Linked DNA regions of Zea mays: region 1 is linked to region 2. Evidence: chromatin contacts called from public Hi-C data. All regions are on one chromosome and are shown on one strand. Each heading gives the region's core, a stretch centred on a gene start, on an enhancer-like site or on the middle of the called end of the contact. The rest is flanking DNA. Distances are from core to core; before and after follow the strand shown. Region 1 holds the start of LOC541815 (non-symbiotic hemoglobin). Region 2 holds the start of LOC100383857 (U-box domain-containing protein 31).

Region 1 (5,135 bases), core at 1,412-3,911, 270 kb before region 2:
CTATAAATACCCCCAACCACCATCACTCCAAGCATCCAAGTTTCCAGCACTTCACATTCAATACAAGAGCTAGTGCATTTACTCCTAGACACAATTCAATAGAATCAAAGCCTCTCCAAGTCCCAAATCCATTCCAATCAGTTACTGACTTAAGAGAGAGTTTTGTTTGTGTTCTTTACGCTCTTGTTTCTTGGAACACTTTCTTCCTTCTTCATTCTTATTCCCAAGTGTTTTGTAAGCAAGGCAAGAGACACCAATTGTGCGGTGGTCCTTGCGGGGTCTAAGTGACCCGTGAGAATTAAGGAGAAAGCTCACTCAGTCTAAGTGACCGTTTGAGAGAGGGAAATGGTTGAAAGAGACCCGGTCTTTCTGACCACCTCAACGGGGACTAGGTTCTTTAGAACCGAACCTCGGTAAAACAAATCACCTTGTCATCCGCATGATTTGCTCTTGATTTGTTTTCCCCTCTCTCCCGGACTTGTTTTTAAGTTTTAACGCTAACCCTGGCTTGTAGCTTGTGTTTTAAGTTATAAATTTCAGATTCCGCCTATTCACCCCCTCTACGCGACTTTCAGTAATAAGAGGATGTTGAGATTGTGATAAAGAGTTTGTTGTATATTTTTTAGAAGAAAATTGAAGACCTCAAAGTGAAGGGAGTCCTTTAGGCCTTGTCGTTTTGTTATAAGGTGGCTTAACTGAATAGCTTTGATTTTTGTTTTGGGCTTCAAATAGCTTTGGTTCCTGCCTTGACCCTTGAGCTTCAAATAGCTTTGTGTTCTGTTGTTGTGCTTTTTCACGATTTTACAGTTGTCACATGTTACCCTTTCCTTTTCCGCTTTATGTAAACATAAGGTAAAATTGTAGATAAGTATTAGTTCATATCTTAGTTGTCAACTTCTTATTCGCACCCACTTATCCAACAAAACACATGTTTTTTGTGTTTTATTAAAACAATGTCTACCTATATATGATATATAGAAATCATAGCAATACACGTGCAGCTGACTATATACCATAAAAGTCAGGTTTACCTCTGCCCAGAAAAATTTTTCCCCCTTTTGCAACCGCTGGTAGGATACCTGTTCTCTCGGTTGGGCTGTACGTGGGCCTTCCTATGTGAGGTCCACCTATGCGTGCGAATAGCAAGCGTACTCTTTAGTTTAGGATTGTCGGCCCAACTAGCTACAGATATATTGGTCACTAGTTATTGCTCAGTCATTGCTCACCGAAGGATATCGAAATACTATAGGATATATATTTACATAATTACTTCCAACTTTTGAGAATATCGCTACATAACCTTTCATTATTTTGTTTTCCCTTTCATAAAAGCTCGAAAAGTGGGAATAATTTTAACGAAGCATTTGTTCTAGTAACGAAATAGAATCTTTTTGAATTCGATGTAACAGGCTGAAGAACGCTACATCTTTATTCAGTAGCTATATAATCACAAGAAGCAAAGGCAGCACACAGGCTCTCGATCACAAGATAACAATACACGCTCCCTCCAGAGAGAAATTGCTAAAGCGCAAGACCACACGGGACATCTGTGACGGCGCTGCGTCATGGGTTAAACACTGGTCGCAATCGCCACTACTAGGCATCGGGCTTCATCTCCCGCTTGATGGCCGCCACCAGCTGGCTGTAGGCCTCGGCCCAGGCTTTCTTCATCTCGAGGCTCCACATGTCAGCGGGGAGCGCCTCCTTGATCGTCTCAAGCAGCGCGAACCCCGTCACCTGTATGTATTCAAGCGCGTGTTTCAATCTCAATGCTTTCGTTCTTGCTGCCTTTCCAAGCCAGAGTCAGGAATAGAGGTGAATTGACATGTTGGGCGGGCGGTTTTGACTTGCCTCGAAGTGTCCATCTGCGACGCCGTACCTCAAGTGCGTGGCGCCCAGCCTCTTGAGCGTGGTCTCCCTCACGGTGACCTTCCCGGCCTTGCGAAGCTGCGCCGCCGCCTCGCAGGTCTGCAGCAGCATTGACAATGACAGCGAGAGACACACAGTCCTGTCAGTCAGTCCTTTTTGCCGCTCGATCATCACATCTCGATCGATCGATCGATGCTAGCTAGCGTGGGAGCTAGCATGAGAACGTACGTACCATGACGAAGACGGACATGGCGTGCGTCTTGAGCTTGGGGTTCTTCTCCAGCGGCACGTCGGAGTCGCGCAGGAACGAGAACATCTGCTTCGCCGACGGCGCGATCTCGAAGACCCTGCGGCAGGAGCGGACGGCGGGCGGCGCCCCCGTTAGACAAGGAGCAGCTAGCTAGGTGCGAATTGCGATGGCCGCCGGTGCAACCCAAACGCAGGCACCAGCACCAGCACCAGCACCAGCACCAGCCAGCGGCACGGAAACGTACGTACTTGAGAAAGAAGCGGAGGCCCAGGTTGGCGGCGTCCTTCTTCATGACGGCCCACGACTTGAGCACCAGCGCCTCCTGCTCCTCGCCGAAGACCACCGCGCCGTCGTCGGCCTCCGCGAGTGCCATGCCTGCTGTCTGCTGATCGGGCTTGTCGTGCTGGCTACTCTGCTGAGGAGCTGTGTCGGTTCCCCGAGCACTGGACACTGGTGGGATTGGGATTGGGATTGGAAATGGATGGATGGATGGATGCACGCACGTTCCGCTGCTCTTTTTTACAGTGGGAGGTTGGGTGTGATACGAACTGATGATGTTGGGGCACAAGTTTTAAGTTTATATAGGTGGGTCAGACCGGGCGAGGGCGTCCCTTGGGGCACCTGATGAGCCAAGACGCATGGACCCGTTACCAGCGCGCGGGCTGTGGACATGTTGCGTTGCTCCTCGGTTACTACCGATACGCATATACTCCTTCCTAGCTCGGAATCGGCCAATGGGGCTAGGGTGCAACTGTCCTGTCCACGGCCAAAACCGTGTGCCGCGGCGACAAAGCGAGGGCGGGTTAGGGACTTGGGGAGCTGGGGAGCGCAGCAGCGGGGGCAAATTTATTGTAGGTCTGGGTTCTGGTTAGTCGTTCGAATTAAATAATTTATATATAAAATTTAGACAATATGTGATAAATTAAGCAGCGAACTAAACATGTTTTTAGAGTTTTGTTGCTGATAAATGCTATAATTTTTTTTAAAAAAAATACACAATTAAAGTTTAAGGAATTTTTTTAGTACGTAGCAAATCTGATCCTACGGACCTAACAATATTCTCGGCTACCACTGGAGCGCAGACGGCAACCGCAGAGGCAGCAGCGCTCTCGCACCAGCGTCAGTCAATAACGTGGGCGGCTCGCGCGGAAAGCAAAAACAGCGGCCGGTTTTAGCGAGGAAATCAAAGTCAAAACGCTCGCTCGTCGTCCCCTTTCTTCTCCGCCAAGAAGCAGGAGTCGACGGGTCGTGCTCGTTTCCGAACATCGACGGGACGTTCCGACAACGCCTGGCAAAGTGTCCGGGCCTTTTTTTTCCTGCTCCTGGGCCAGTTTCCAGCTGGTCAGGTCTGGACGGTATCTTGTACAGCGGAAACGTGGAAACCAGGCCCTGGAATTTAATGGAACGTGGAAACGTTCCTGATTCCTCCAACGGAAACGAGTTGCAGCTTGTTCGCTGCGGCTTGCTGCGGCTGCAATCCGGCTGCGGCTTCTACAGTATTTTTCTCTCTATGGATTGCAGCTGCAGCAGTCCAAACAGCTGCAACAGTGTCGGCTTGTAGCCAGTCGAACACGCCCCTGGTTTGTGCGAACTGCTATGTAAGGTAGTATTTAGTTGAGGAGTCAAGTAGAACGGAGTCGTTCCATTCCTGATTCTATGAAACGGAGCCACTCTGTTCTGTGTTTGGTAATCTGGAACGGAGCGACTCTGTTTTTTGTTTGGTTGCAGAGTGAACGGAACGGAGCGTGACTGTGAGAGCGAGATGGGAACGGAGCGGCTCCGTCCGGTTGATTTTTTGGAGCGGAATGGTTCCGGATCTGAGGAAAATATTCCCTAATTGGAGTCATTCTGTTCTAGTTACTTTGTAACCAAACAGCAACAAAACTGAAACAGAACGGTTCCATTCTACTTGACTCTTCAACCAAACACTACCTAAGATACTTGGTTGGAACCCTAGACCTAGAGCTAGCTAGATTAAGCCAGCTAATAAATTAATTGTTAGTTATAAAATAGCTAACAATTAGCTACGGTATTAACTGATGATGTTTGGAACCTAACAACTATTGTTTAATAGCTAACTATTAATTTTAGAGCTAACTATTAATTTTAGAGGTTCTCTAAAGCTTCTTTCGGATTTATTGCGTTCCAAGTGGCAAGTAAGGCATGTTTACGGGCAAGAGGAATAGAAAGGATTAGAGAGATTAAAATCCTCTCTTTATTTAAAATTAAATATCAAAATGATTTTAGCCTTTTTAATTCTCTTCATTCCTCTAGCTCCTAAACAGCTCCTAAACAAGTCCTAAGGTAAGAATTCATGTGGCACTATTCACACTTGAAGGCTAATTTGGATACACTTATTTTTCATGGGATTGAGGGCAAGTTAGGATACACTCATATTCATTTCAATCCCATCCAATCAGAATGATCCAAACTAGCTACAGCAGAGCGCACACTATTCAGATCATCTTCCTGTCCATCTCCCTCTGTACATACAGACCCTGATACCCCCGCACCGCACCTCGGGCTCGGCTCGGCACGGCCACGGACCCACGGCGATCTGCTGACGGATCACCGATCAGCACGCAGCGGCGCACCGATCGGGGGGCCGCATTTCTTAAGTTGCTGCCGCCCGCACGCGGGCGACCCGCCGACCAGCTCCTTGGCCAGCAGGTACCGGAACGCCAGGTTGTGGGGCTTCCACTCCACGCCGCCGCGCGCCCGCCCGGCCGGCGGGCTCCGGCGCACGGCGTCCCGGAGGCCGTCGGGCAGGTGGCACGCGACCGCGGCCACCACCTCCTGCGCACCCAGCCCGGCGTCCCTCGCGTACAGCTCCAGGGCCCTGGGGAGGATGATCTTGCGCTGCCCCCGCCCGCGCACGCCGACGGCGACGTTGGCGCGGATGTGCTCCTCCTTCGCCGCCTCCAGCTGCTGGAACAGGCTCTTGGGGCTGTAGAGCCGCACCTGGAAGGGTACAGTTGGATTGAAGGAGATGAATGCATCGGAGTTTTCGTGCCGT
Region 2 (5,076 bases), core at 1,713-4,212:
GCGCCCTCTTCTCTCCGCGCCCGCTCCCAGCGCCCTGCCCGCAGTCCGGTCCGGGTCTCGTGAGCCCCCACCGCCGCTCCTATCGCCGCCGGTCCGGATTTAGGCCGCGTTCTTTAATCGCGCTCAGCTGACTGATTAATAAATAATTAATTAGAGGGCTAGCTGACTGATCAATAAAGCGCCGTCTCGAGCCGGGCTCTTGGAGCCTGCCCGGGCATCGTGATGATCATCCGTGCCGTGCGCTTAACTTATTGCCGCTTTGTTTACTCTGCCTGCTGCCCCTGTCATTTGAACCCTACTCCTTGCTTTCTTCTGCATCTGGGGAGAAGACAGGTTTAGCAGCGCGGTCGCAGGCTTTGCTGTTTTTTAAACAGGTCGGGACGGGACGGCTTTCGGCTTTCCTCGGTTCAAAACCGGTCGGTCTGTCCAACGTCGTGTTACGGTTAGGTTTAGGGCTTGTGCGACTATGCCTCCGCAGGCAGGAGTAAGCACTAGGCAAGTGGCGCACAGGCAGGCGAACACAGTCCAGCAAGCGTTCGGCCTCACCTGAAACGTGACTACAAACCGATCCCAACTCTCACCTGTCCTGGGTGGGCTGCAGTGCCAGTGCTGCACTGCCATGCTCGGCTGCCCCCACGACGGCGCCACAAAAGCAGGAACTGACGCGGGGGCTTTTGCTGCCGGCCGTGCTGAACGCCCGACCCCCGGTTCGTGTATCGGCCGGCAGGAGCCTGGCGCCCATGCCATGGCATGACAGCGCGCGCAGCCGGCACAGAGGCGAGGCCCGCGACGCCGAGCGTGGGAGCGTCCAGCATCCATGGCACGGCGAGCTGGCGACAGGCGGCCGTCACGCGAGCGAGCGAGCGCCCCATGTCGGGAGGACTGCACGGACGTACTGCGACGTAGTAGTACGTCGCGCTCCTGTGCTCTCGCACAGCCGCACGGCGTTGCTTTGCTGGGCCAGTGAGTCAATGCCGGGCCTCGCGCACCTCCCGCGCCACCGCTGCCCGTGCTTCGGAGCACGCAAAAGCAAAGGAACGACAACACCGGCCAGCCGGTACTGTACACTATTCCCTGTCCCTGTGCTGCTGCGGCATCAGTGGAGTGGGCGCGACCGCGTGAGCACGCATCGCGCTGGATCCGACGGATTTGACTAGTGCGGGAAGCCGACGACGCGTCTGCGTGTGCGCTCGTCGTTGCGTTGCGTTGCGTCGCGTCGCGTCGCGTCCACCACTCGCAAGTCGCAACGCAAGCTTGCGGCGGCAAGCCCGCGCGCGTTTGACTTGCGGCGTCCGCACGCCTGTGCGCGCGTACGTAGTACTAGGAGTATACGTCAAGTACCCTCTACGGCTGGGTAGCGATGAGATCACCGTCCAGCCAGGTTTAAATTCCTGCCAGTCAGTACTGGCGGGGGGCCCGGGGCCGGGACGGGAAACGAACGCAATTTGAATGCTCAGACAGCTTGGCTTTCCTTGCCCAGTAGCGTCCGCGTCCGCGCTTCTTTTGCCTTTATGTTTTCGGACGCCTTTTTTGCTTGTTTTTTCTCTCTCTCTCTCTCTCTCTCGCATGATATACTAAGAGCATGTTTGGTTTGTGGTTAAATGTGCCACACTTTGCCTAAGGTTAGTCGTTCGAATTGAATAACTAACCTTAGGCAGAAAAGTTAGGCAAATTGTGGCAATTGAGGTAGGCAACCAAAATCTTTGCACCGGTCACGGTCTCGTCTCGGTCATGGTCGTAGCAGATCCACGTGATTAAAGAAAGAGGCTCCCCCCAACCTGGTGCCCACTGCACGTGTGGTGTCTCGCCATGTTTGATTCTTTTCTCTTCTCAAGAGTTGGGGAGGGGAATGCTCTTCCTTCCTGGGCTACCCGTCCGTCCTCCCGGGTTCCGTCAGGCAGGCTTAACGCTGACTGTCAGAACAAGCGCGGCGCAGTAGAGACCACTGAAAGCGAGATACGGGTGAATCCGCAGCAGCCAGGCGTCGTTGTTGTTAGGTTTCAAATCGCTCTGCACTGGGCTGCCTTCGAAAGGCAAAATGACCAACAGACTGAGCACGCCCCGTCCGATGCAAAGCGTAGCGTACCAAACGTGGTGGTCGCGGGCCACGGGGGTGGGGGGGTCACCAGTACCTCTGCGGCTCTGCCAACGCGGTCACGGTGACCGGGGTGATATCAGCCAGTGCACGCACGTGCTGCCCGCGTGCCGACTGCAGAGAGGAAGAGGACTACGCAGTGCGCGCCACGCCCGTCGTAGTACACAGTGCGCACGCTCTTCTGACCTTCTGGTCTTGCACTCTTGCTTCCGTCTCGGCCTCCTTGTTCACCTTCGCCCTTGTTGAAAAATAAAAAGGAAGAACTCAATCGACAAAAAAGGGAAAACGCGGCACCCGTTTCTTCGGAATGGAACCATGGAAGCAGAGGTCACATCAGGGTAAAGAATGCCATCACGCAGAAACAAAGAAATACATGCCGCCATTTTCTGCAAGATTCTACTGCATGTGGTACGCCTACATATATAATATATTGTTATTATTGTGCTCCATCGCTTTTCCTGGTCTTCGCTTCTGGGTTCTGGCATAGACCAATTTCCCGCTTCTGTCCATCCATAGAATCAGCAAAAAAAAAGAGTTTTTTTTGTATTAAAAAAACAAATAATATATGAAGGAAAAGCAATGAAAACCCAATGGAGGTGACAGAGGGTGTGCAGGGAGGCCCATCCACACGCGAAGTGTCAGTGAGTCAGCAAAGCAAGGGACCGGTCCCCACGGCCACATATCCGTCCAATTCTCTCACACTCACTTCCTCTGCCCTCGAACACACAAAAAAGAAAAAGAAAAATGGCGACACAAAATACTCCAATCTAGATATTCTCGCTCTCTCTCGTCTTCTCTCCACACCACCCACTATAGCTTTGGACTTGGATCTCAAATTCTCCCAGTTTCCCACTCCCCCTGGGTCTTCCCCATCCCCCCTCCACTCCCCCCCTGGGTTTTCCCCTTCCTTTACCCCCCATCAGATCTTCCCCCATATCTCTGTCCTGCATCACTCGCCGCCATCCACTCCCGATCCAAACCCGAGAGCTCCCACCTCCGCCGCCCTGTTCGCTCGTCCGCCTTTTCACTCCCCGTAGCTAGCTGCTGTCGCGGAGCAACCCCGCGATTCCAAGAAAAGCAACTTGGTCAAGAAAGAGTGCAAGAAAGGAGGACGGTGCTGACGATGATGGCGATAAGCCACCCCATGATTCGCCCCATCATTCCGTCGCCTCCGGGGCCTGCGCGCTAGCTGCTAGAAGGGCCTCGCCGTCCGTCGTGGTGGTGGTGGTGGTGGTGTGCGCGGGGCGGGAGGGGAGGGGAGGGGAGTCGTCACTGCGCCGCCACAATGCCACAGTACCAGGAGCTGCCCTGCGGCGGGCAGGAGCTCGATATCGACACCGCGCTCAAGGATGGCATCCTCGGGGGCGCGCTGGAGCCCGTGGGTGCGGCGGCGGGGGACGATGGCAAGCAGCCCGTGGAGCTGCGCAGGATGATGGACGAGCTGGACGCGGCGGCCGGGGACGGCGGCGGCGGCGGCGGGGACGAGGCGGTGCCGGCGGTCTTCATCTGCCCGATCTCGCTCGAGCCCATGGTGGATCCGGTGACGCTCTGCACGGGGCAGACGTACGAGCGGGCCAACATCTCGCGGTGGCTAGCCCTGGGCCACCGGACCTGCCCGACCACGATGCAGGAGCTCTGGGACGACGCGCTCACCCCAAACGCCACCCTCCGGCAGCTCATCGCCGCCTGGTTCTCCCGCCGGTACACGAGGTTTAAGAAGCGCTCCGCCGACTTCCACGGCCGCGCCGCCGACCTCGTCGGCAGCCTCCGCGGCACGGCGGTGCCCAGGCGGCAGCCCCTCAAGGGCCAGGCCCGCGTCGCGGCGCTGCGGGAGCTGCGCACCCTCGCCGCCGCCCACCAGTCCGTCACCAAGGCCATCGCCGAGGCCGGCGGCGTGGCCCTGCTCACGTCGCTGCTCGGACCCTTCACGTCCCACGCCGTGGGGGCCGAGGCCGTCGCGATACTCGTCAGCGGGGTGCTGCTTGACGCTGACACCAAGGCCGCGCTCATGCAGCCGGCGAAGGTGTCGCTCGTGGTCGACATGCTCAACGAGGGCGCCGCGGACACCAAGATCAACTGTGTCCGCCTCATCCGCATCCTCATGGTCGAGAGGGGTTTCCGGCCGGAGACGGTGGCGAGCCTCAGCCTCTTGGTCGGCGTCATGCGCCTCATCCGGGACAAGCGGCATCCGGACGGTGTGGCCGCGGGGCTCGAGCTGCTGAATTCGATCTGCGCGGTGCACAGGCCAGCGAGGTGTATGGTTGTTAGCATCGGTGCGGTGCCGCAGCTGGTGGAATTGTTGCCGGAGCTAGCGACGGAGTGTGTCGAGCCGGCTTTGGACATCTTGGATGCCCTGTCTGCGGTTCCAGAGGGGAGGATGGCTCTTAAGGATTGTCCGCGGACGATCCCCAATGCTGTCCGGTTGCTGATGAGAGTTTCAGAGGCATGCACTAGACGCGCGCTGTCGATGCTGTGGACGGTGTGTCGGATGGCTCCGGAAGAATGTGCACCTGCTGCAGTGGAGGCTGGGTTGGCGGCGAAGCTTCTGCTTGTCATCCAAAGTGGTTGTGCGCCGGAGCTGAAGCAGAAGGCGTCGGAGCTGCTCAAGCTGTGCCGCCTCAACTACACCGACACCCTCTTCATCTCCAAGTGCAAACTCACAAGGACAATTCAGTGAGAGATGCAAATGATGCTGGTCTGATCTGATTTGGTTCGATGATGCGTGGTTTGTTGATTGACCTTGCTGAGTTCAGAGTTCCAAGGAAATGGAGTTGGCAAATTGACGAATGGTAATGTGCATGTATAGATAAACTTGCAGTTTTAGCTCTAGCATCTTATCTGAAGAGATTTGGGTGGTTGAGCAGATGGCAAGACTGGTGGTTACCACAACAATTTCCGGGGAGACAAGAAGCGATGCAGCCTAATGACTGGCAAGTTAGATGGCAAGCAGGCGGGTGTACATGCAAATTGTTGAGAATTTG

What was found. Hi-C and Micro-C count contacts between places; a contact is called where the count stands out from the background.
Region 1: a contact with region 2 is called in a Hi-C map of tassel, with 4 times the contacts expected there. The contact joins the promoter of LOC541815 here to the promoter of LOC100383857 in region 2. A contact is called at or near these places in 5 of 25 Hi-C or Micro-C datasets (bundle sheath, ear, endosperm and 2 more).

The regions. Positions count from the first base shown.
Region 1 is chr9:151,552,628-151,557,762 of Zm-B73-REFERENCE-NAM-5.0, reverse strand. LOC541815 (non-symbiotic hemoglobin) reads right to left here and starts at 2,661. Exons shown (of 4, transcript NM_001111496.2): 1 at 2,368-2,661; 2 at 2,102-2,216; 3 at 1,852-1,968; 4 at 1,412-1,737. The coding sequence starts at 2,492. The coding sequence ends at 1,597. It overlaps LOC100383877 (Electron transporter), which reads right to left. Exons shown (of 11, transcript NM_001346589.1): 11 at 4,599-5,080. The coding sequence ends at 4,688.
Region 2 is chr9:151,279,177-151,284,252 of Zm-B73-REFERENCE-NAM-5.0, reverse strand. LOC100383857 (U-box domain-containing protein 31) reads left to right here and starts at 2,962. Exons shown (of 1, transcript NM_001176487.1): 1 at 2,962-5,076. The coding sequence starts at 3,381. The coding sequence ends at 4,772.